3 separate regions of the Mus musculus genome follow, and all the other regions are linked to region 2. A link is a contact called in public HiChIP or PLAC-seq data. All regions are on one chromosome and are shown on one strand. The core of a region is the stretch at or near the end of the contact, and the rest is flanking DNA. Distances in the headings are between cores, read along the strand shown.

The links. HiChIP or PLAC-seq counts read pairs in DNA pulled down with a chosen protein or histone mark.
Region 1: a contact with region 2 is called in an HNF4G HiChIP or PLAC-seq map of pancreatic cancer cells. The contact joins two enhancer-like sites. A contact is called at or near these places in 1 of 484 Hi-C or Micro-C datasets (CD4 T cells), 1 of 115 datasets of contacts at active chromatin or transcription factors (pancreatic cancer cells) and 1 of 9 other capture datasets (embryonic stem cells).
Region 3: a FOXA1 HiChIP or PLAC-seq map of pancreatic cancer cells shows a contact between it and region 2. The contact joins two enhancer-like sites. A contact is called at or near these places in 1 of 484 Hi-C or Micro-C datasets (uterus) and 2 of 115 datasets of contacts at active chromatin or transcription factors (CD8 T cells and pancreatic cancer cells).

What each region holds. Positions count from the first base shown.
Region 1 is chr15:61,394,383-61,397,163 of GRCm38.p6, forward strand. No RefSeq gene overlaps it. Among named protein-coding and RNA genes, the nearest start is that of Gm24696, 38 kb to the left of the region's middle. Within about 2 kb of position 1,354, at least 51 of the 459 cell types and tissues checked have an H3K27ac peak or open chromatin away from gene starts, as enhancers often do. A contact at or near this core is called in pancreatic cancer cells, where this site is marked.
Region 2 is chr15:61,863,432-61,866,131 of GRCm38.p6, forward strand. No RefSeq gene overlaps it. Among named protein-coding and RNA genes, the nearest start is that of D030024E09Rik, 90 kb to the left of the region's middle. Within about 2 kb of position 1,295, at least 13 of the 459 cell types and tissues checked have an H3K27ac peak or open chromatin away from gene starts, as enhancers often do. A contact at or near this core is called in pancreatic cancer cells, where this site is marked.
Region 3 is chr15:61,531,477-61,534,288 of GRCm38.p6, forward strand. No RefSeq gene overlaps it. Among named protein-coding and RNA genes, the nearest start is that of Gm24696, 170 kb to the left of the region's middle. Within about 2 kb of position 1,460, at least 64 of the 459 cell types and tissues checked have an H3K27ac peak or open chromatin away from gene starts, as enhancers often do. A contact at or near this core is called in pancreatic cancer cells, where this site is marked.

The DNA of each region.
Region 1 (2,781 bases), core at 104-2,603, 470 kb before region 2:
ACTTCAGTTTTTCAAAAGACAAATACAGTGTTGGGTGGGTAGGGACTGGGGAATACATCTGGAATGAGATCACAGTATGAACATGATAATGGTCAAAATCCATTGCACACAATTCCTAGAGAACTCTCAGAAAAGAGAAGCATTCAGCTAACATTGGGAGAGTATCACGTGGGAATGCCTATTGTGTTCAGGAACAAGACGTCATTAGGACTGAGACTTCAATGCAGTGTGTTATACCGAGACACCAAGAACATGATGTTTTATGATCCTAGACACCAAAAATATGATGGCATAGTCTGTACTTGACCGGTAGCATTCTAATGAAGAACATCAAGGCAAGGCACATGAAGATGTCACATCATGTCTTGAAGAGTGACAGGAAAGTTTCAAAAAAAAAAAAAAAAAGATTACAAATAGCCTAAGTTTTAAATCAGCAATGGACTATTCAAAGGGGGGAGAGATTAGGGAGAAGAGTTAACAAGGACATAGACAGTGAAGGATGTGAACGCCTTCGGGAGACCCAGCATGGTTTAAGAGCAGAGGCAGTACATGGAAGGAAAGCTAGGCGGGTAAGTGCCAGGAACTCAAAAGCAGGCACAATATGCCTTCTTACTTCCTTCTTCCTGCACTATATAACTGTCCTTTCTCAGCTTCTTTTCACTGTAGCATGATGCAGAAAACTCAATGTTGCACGAAGCTCTCTGGCTTGATTTCTAGCAGTGCATACACTGGCCGTGGAGGTACCCACCTAAAATCTCAGAACTTGGGGAGTAAAGGCAAGATCAGATTTTCAGGGATACAGAGAAGATTTAAGGCCAACCTGGTCTACATGAGACTCTGATTATAAACTATAAAACTAAATTAAAAACTAAAGGGGGGAGGGGGCTAAGAGAAGAGAAAACCATACAGGGTAGCTTTCAGTCATTCGGATCACTTGGGGTGGCATACACCACACTGCAGATGAGCCAACGGATGTGCAAGGTCAGAACATAACCTTCTGTCAACACGTAGCCCGACACAGGGTCCCCAGCCCCCACAACATTAGCAAGAAAATAAGAACGCCTGCCCAGCTGTCTTGCTGGCTGTCACTGGGTAAATTATCTTTTATTAAGGATCTGTAATTGTTCTCCACTGAGCTGTGACCTAAATTTAGTAGTTCTGAGGAGTGAGACCCAGCCAACAGGATTTCCCTGAGAACACGATGAAGTTCCTGCATCAATTCAATTCATTAGCTAGAAAAAGAACAAGCGGCCAGTTCTTTCTTTTTTTTTTTCTTTCCCATTCTCCAGTGAGCCGTTTGTTTGTTTAGTTTGACCACATTTTTTTTTTCTTCTTGGATCCAGTCTGAGCCTCTGTAAGGACAGCACAGCTCATTCAAACACTTCCTGTCACATTAGCTCCCAAGGCAGAAACCAAGTAACACTATGTAAATCTTGCTGGTAAGACCCTCCATTTACTTCTTGGGGATTTTCAGCATAAGGAGAAGAAATGTCCTCAAGTAGTCAGGATGATTTGGGGTGAGGGGAAGAAAACTCAGCTTACTAGAATCACTAAAGCAACAGAAGAATAGACAGAGAAGGAGGGGAAAGGCAACACTGGTTAAAAGCTATCGTGAAAACTTTTGTGTAAGAAAGGTCATGAGAGGGACAGCCTCTACTAGAGACATTACTTCCAAAACCTGTTTTCATCATGACAATCTAATGAAGGCCAGAAAATAAAGTCACTCAATTTGGATACAGTTTCTAAAGATCTGTGCAAAATTTAGGGCCACATCTTCTTCCTCTAATCCCAGAGTTTTCCTTCAGTTCATCATTAACTTTTTGCCATGACAGTCTGGACTTGGGATCTGTCATGGATGTGCACCCTGTAAAGTCTCATGTATGGGTACCCACACATAAAAGAAAAAGAATATTCAATTTTAACAACATTCTTATTTGTTTTTCTTAACAATTCTTTTTTTTTTTTGCTGTTTTTTAATTAGGTATTTTCTTTATTTACATTTCAAATGTTATTCCCTTCCCTAGTTTCCCCTCCAAAAAAAACCCTATCCCCTCCCCCTGTTCACCAACCCACCCACTCCTGCTTCCTGGCCCTGGCATTTCCCTACACTGGGGCATAGAGCCTTCATGGGACCAAGGGCTTCTCCTCCTATTGATAACCGACTAGGCCATCCTCTGCTACATATGCATCTGGAGCCATGAGTTCCCCCATGTGTACTCTTTTGTTGGTGGTTTATTCTTTAACCCACCAATTTCCTTTTTCTGCCACCCTATCGGAAACTTCCTGATGACCAATATGTTACTGTAAAGATAGTTCATATACCTCTGCATGAATAAAGAAAAATGTCCCACGACATCCTTAGAAAACTTAATCTTGCTAGATATGTAATGTGGTCTGTAGAGTGTTTGCATAACATGTATGATGCCCTGCGTTCCATACCTAACACCACATAAAAACAGACATTCTGGCATGCACCAATAATCTCAGCACTCAGGAAGTGGAGATAGATTAGAAGTAGAGGCCAGTCTGAAATACATGAGAACGTTTTATTTAAAAAGGAAAGAGGTTTAGTGTTTTATTAAGAGGCTAAGATATCCATACCCTAACAGTAACTTAGTGACATTGTGCTGTCTCTGATTTCTCAGTAGTTTCATAGCAATGTAGTGAAGTTGGCTGAGCAGGTAACTTTATCTCTGTAACACTCTGAGTATACTAAGAGTAAAGCAGTTGAGGCTTTACGCTGTAGTCAATGGCAGACGATAGTATAAGTGCCAGAGTTCA
Region 2 (2,700 bases), core at 45-2,544:
AACTCTTCTAAAGACAGGTTCCTTCATCAGTCTTCTTGATAGGAAAAAAGAATAATCACACACACAAAAAATGGCAACTCAATTGGGTCTCCTAGTAACATCAGAAACTATATCTGTAAAGGCCCACCAACATGACCATAGAAATATGAGCTGAACAAGGTTGACAACAATGGACATGCTAAGGATGTCCCATGCTAAGATTGGGAAAGGTGTAAAAAGAGGCCATACGTCTGAAGGAGCAGAAGGGGTTGTAGTACGATTTGGATGAAGAAAAGGGAAGGGGGAAAATGTAACTATATTATTATCTCAAAATGTTCCTAAGGTAAATTAGTCCCAATAACCTAACATTTACTGGAAATTGTAAGTGGATAACACTCTGCCCAAAGTGTTTCCTTAGTCTACTATCATCTGACATCACCCACAAATCAGACATAACATAGGGATCTGCAGCTTAAAAACTGATCTCTGATCCAGACAACTTTGCCATGGTCATCTCAAAACAGTGCGTTCTTAGCCTGTACCTACATCTTACCTACACATTTCTCCTGACCATATACACTGCTTGAAAAGTTCACCCCTCTATCTCTCTGCCTAAACCACAGAGACCTGGCAATTACTTGCATCTTCTTCACATCCAAACTTAGTTATTCACCAAGGCTTATTGATGTATGGGATTCTTCATCTTCTCCTTGGCTGTTTGACTTGAGTTCCAGACTTAATTTGTCACCAGAACTTCAGCAGGCAGATAGTCCAAAATTTTCTCCATCCCCATATCCTAGCACTTTATATATTGTTGCTGTGTGGGTTGGGAGGGATTTTAAAAGTAAGCAAGCCACAAAAGCATAAACACACACACCCAAATAAAAAGACGTGACACCTTCCTGCTTCAGAAGGTGGAGGGCATCTGATGTTATCTGGCTTGGTGTTTCTCCAACTTGCATAGTCACAAAAATCACCCTCTGGGTACTTGTTAAAGATACAGGTCCTGCACCCCACCTTCAACCTACTTACTAGGAATTTTTTAGGGTGAGGCCTGGGAATCTCTTTTACATAATAGGTTCAGATTGTGTTATCACTAAACACATTTAGGAAATAGCTAATACATTAGAAAGAGGATAAGCTCCAAGTAATAAAAACTGTAAATAAGACATAATGTCATTTCATCCTAACAGGGTATTTGGATCCGTGTTACCCAGTGCCTTCAGCCACCATGTCATTACCCAAGATGGAACCCTGAACATTCTTGCCTTGGGATGTAAATATTGCGTGGGGTCTGAGTCTTCTTGAGGGTTCTCAGGACTGCCACATGACTCACCTGCTGAGCGAAAAGCACAATGGCCCAAATTAGTCACACAGCCACAGTCTGCTGGAGAGACTGAGAAATGAAGTGTTCATGTTCCCATCAGATAAGAACGGCATTGAGGGGTAGCTATTATGTCCAGCACTTCCATTTAGCAGAACAATATTCTGATGACCAATGAAGTTAAGCAGTTTACCCAAGATCATGAAGCCAATTAACATTCCCCAAACGTACACTGTAATTTATTTACTTTCACTCTCTTAAAAAGAAGAAATTGTGCTTAAAGAAAAAGAGACATGGTTGTTGATGGCTCACACAGGGTTGGTGGGATGTTCCCAGAGGGGCAACAGAACTGGGTATCAGCATTTCTAACTAGAGCTTCAGGTTTCCTAGACATACCTGTGAGCCAAGAAAATCGACTGTTGCAAGGAGGTGATGGGGCAATGTCTGCATGAAAGAAAGGCGGTGACCTGAAGCAGGAAGAGTTCTCAGCTATGAGACCTTTGGTGCATCACCTCCAATTCCCTATTAAACAAGACCATCAGATGCCTGTCAATGGCTTCATCCTCTCCTTATTGTGATTTCTGCTCATTCAGACCAAACTGCCCCCAAACAGCTTACCATGCAGGCTAATTCTTCCAGAAGATTCCCAGAACTGCTACATCCATGCTGAAAGCACACTGGCTCCCCTGCTCAGTGTTTCTGATGCCATTTGTTGTCAGCATTCTTAATGGCCACCACTAATCCTTGAGCCATTCAACAGACTCCAGAACCTCCTTTTCGCCTGACACCATTGGGTATTGGTAATACAAGGAGAACAAAGCACAGACTGAGTTTTAAAGTCACTCCCACCTAGTGCTGGTAGGTGAGGAATACAAGTAAAACAACTCATAAAATTCCAACTCTCCTGAAGAGTCTAACAGACCTGAAGGCAAGGCTGAGCTCCATTAGTTATTGCACAAGTGTGGGTAAAACCCAATCCCACTGCAGTTGTTCTTCCATTAGTAAAATGAGGATCATGACCCTGTTCTTGTGGGTCGTTTGGTGATGATTAGCTGGGCTATTTTGTGGGCAAGATGGAGCATATGGCAGCACATGCAATATGGCAGCTAATCTTCCAGAAGTGGTGCATAAACCTGTACACGAGGCACACGAGAGGATGAGCAAAGGTAAATGTGCCTCTGCCTTGAAGAGCATCAAAGAAAGGAAATGAGGCTTAAAGAATCAAAACCAGCCCTTGTTTCTCTCTCCTGTTCTCTTGCTCCTCTCTTGCTCCCTTGCTCTTTGCTTTCCCCCTCCCTTCCTCCATCTTGCCACATGCTCATGGCCGGCCTCTACTTCTCTTCTCTTTCCTCCTCCTCCTCATCCCCCTCCTTCCCCCTCCCCCTCCCTCCTCCTCC
Region 3 (2,812 bases), core at 210-2,709, 330 kb before region 2:
GTTTCCTAAGCTTGAATTCAGCTGGCCATGGGAGATTGCCCAGTCTGTGGCGATGAATGAAATGAGGGAGAATTACATCAGTATTAGTTTACTTCCCTGATAGTCTTGAGCCACAGAGTAAGACACACCAATCATTTTGCTACATAAAAGAATTGTGTCTGAACTATTTCCCTTTGGCTATTGTGTTACTTGGTACTTACATGTTACTTGGTGATAGGTTTTTGTGGTGGTAGTACTGATGGTGGTCGTGACGGTGGTGCAAGTGGGAGTGGTATTGTTGAGTCTTGATTCAGAAATCAGGAGGGTATTGAAGTATTCATGGGTTGTATCATTTTGATAACCAGGCACTATTGGGTGATAACACTGATTTCCAGTGTAAGCCAAGAATTTGCAGGAAGTTCAGGATGCCTTTTTCTTTTCTTCTCTTCTCTTCTTTTCTCTTCTCTTCTCTTTTCTTTCTTTCTTTGTTTTTTTTTTGTTTGTTTTTTTGTTTTTTAATGAACATTAGGACCTCATGAGTGGATAAGCACAGGCAACTGAAATTTTTGTTCTCTATAGGGTCCTCCTAAATTCTTAAATTTTCATTGCTTCAGGACTTGCATTTTCACAGGAATTAAACAATGGATATAAAAGAAGAGAGATAAACAATCACACCCAGAGTGACTTCCCACTCTTCATTGTCTCATGCAAAGGAAAGAAATTCTTTGGGTGAGTTCCTTCCAAAGCAAACATCCTGAGCACCTAGGCATCCCACTTGTGGATCACAGTAGCCAGCAGGATGACTCACTGGTATTCATGGAACTCCCTGTTGCCAGTGAATTACACTGAGAAGTTTCTAGGCAGCCACATTGCTGGCGATGAAGAGGTCGGGGGCTAGGAGTTGCCCAAATGGGTCACTTTCTAGAATGGTTCTTGATATACTGAGAACTGGGATCTTGGTATTCTAACAGGATCTTTTCTACCGGTAGCATATGCACTTATAGAGCGAGGGAATTAAAATGCAGTGGGTTAAGTTGAAAGCTTAATGCCATGCCATCTGCAAAAACTCAATACTTTTCAAGCTTATATACCCTGCACTCTATCTAAACTACTTGTCCTGCCATCTGCTTTTGTTCTGTAAATAACTATTCCCAATCCAACTGCCTACTGAACAACTAGCCAATGATTCAGTTAATAATTATAAACCTTAACAATCCAGCAAGCAACCACATACAAAGGAACTAGATATCACTTGTCTGAATATTTGATAGTCATGCAAGACCGAAAATGGGCCTTCTGGAACAACAGTCATGTTGGGAACTGTTGGGGAAGGGGCAGGGTGGGGTGGATTGGTGGGTTTTGAATGAAACGTTGCCTTAACGGTCCCAGTTCAATCTTTCCCACACAAGCTCAAGCCCACATCTCACAGAAGTATTATATCTGTTCACTTCCTTGTACTTCGCTCCAAGAATGAGTGAGTCATGGTTTAAGGACAAATTCTTAACATAGGTGCTACAGGCAAACAAAGGAAAACCAAACGCCTCATTCTTCTATTTCTCCTTTAAAAGGAAACTCATGCTGGAGGCATTTGGGTAACATTCCTTTTATATAACAGCACGAACTTCATCTGAAGGAAGAAACAGTGCAGCTGTAGAAACGGGTAGGTGTGGGATTGCTCTTCTCTCACCTATGACCCTTCCTGGCCGTATCTTAATGTAATACCACAAGTTCTGGGCCAGCACTGAATGTGAAGGTGGGACATGGAAAAAGGACATACAGAAGAGGCAGCATGCTTGTCCTGTGTTAGGACATGATGAGGCAGGCTCTTTAAATGCATGGGTGGCTCAGATAGATGGGCTGGGGTTATATCCTGTTCTGATGTTTATTGGCTGTGTGATTCTGGCAATGTAGTAGAGGACTGCTGTGAGTTATCACACCGTTGGAAAAATCAGGATTATATCAAAAGTTAATAGATAATTTATGTTCAGCTGTGTCTGATACACATAGATTCACTGAACCCTGTAGAGTTCAGTGCTGGCTTCTTCTTCAAGACGAGAAACTGATTTTCTTTGTTTTAGGTTTTTGGTTTTGTTGTTGTTTGTTTGTTGTTTTGTTTGGCTTTCATTTTGCCCTGTATTTGAGACTGAAGAAGAACTTACAGGAATGTTCTAGAAACAGGAGAAATTAACTTGTCTCAACAATAGCTCAGATGTGAGACCTCAGAGCTAACCACACATTAACTGCTTTGTGGTCAGATTAAAAAAAAAAGCATGCAGGCCATCTTTACTCCTAATAATTTCTGCATCTCAGAATATGAAAAACTTTTATGTAATATCTTAGATAGTTTCTATTAATCTATTAATCTATCAATGTCCTGAATAGATTTGGTGGTTGCTCTTTGGAACCATTTCACACTGGTAGTGTATCAGATGGCACTCAGAAACATAGGCAGGCAGTGCTTAAATGAAAGAGGTTCCATTCTTCTCTTGTAGAACAGCATTGTCTCCTTCCAGCCAGATCACCATCATTAATTTTATTTAACAGTCTTTTTGAAGAGACATTTTTTTCACTCGTACTATTTCTACTGTGCCACTTCCTGTGTCAGGACATTCGTCCTTTGTGTGTAACTGTTCTCTATGTCCCCTGCTTTGCTTTCTGAGTTTGCTCCCCACATCTGAACTGGAATCACTCCCTTATTGGCTGTGAGGTGCTATCTCCTAGCAACATCAGAAGCTACACTCAAAAGATCTAACCAACCTGACTGTCCAATGTGAAATGAACAAGGATGGACAAAGATGATAGCAATGGACTTTCAAAGTGGATGGAGTCCCTG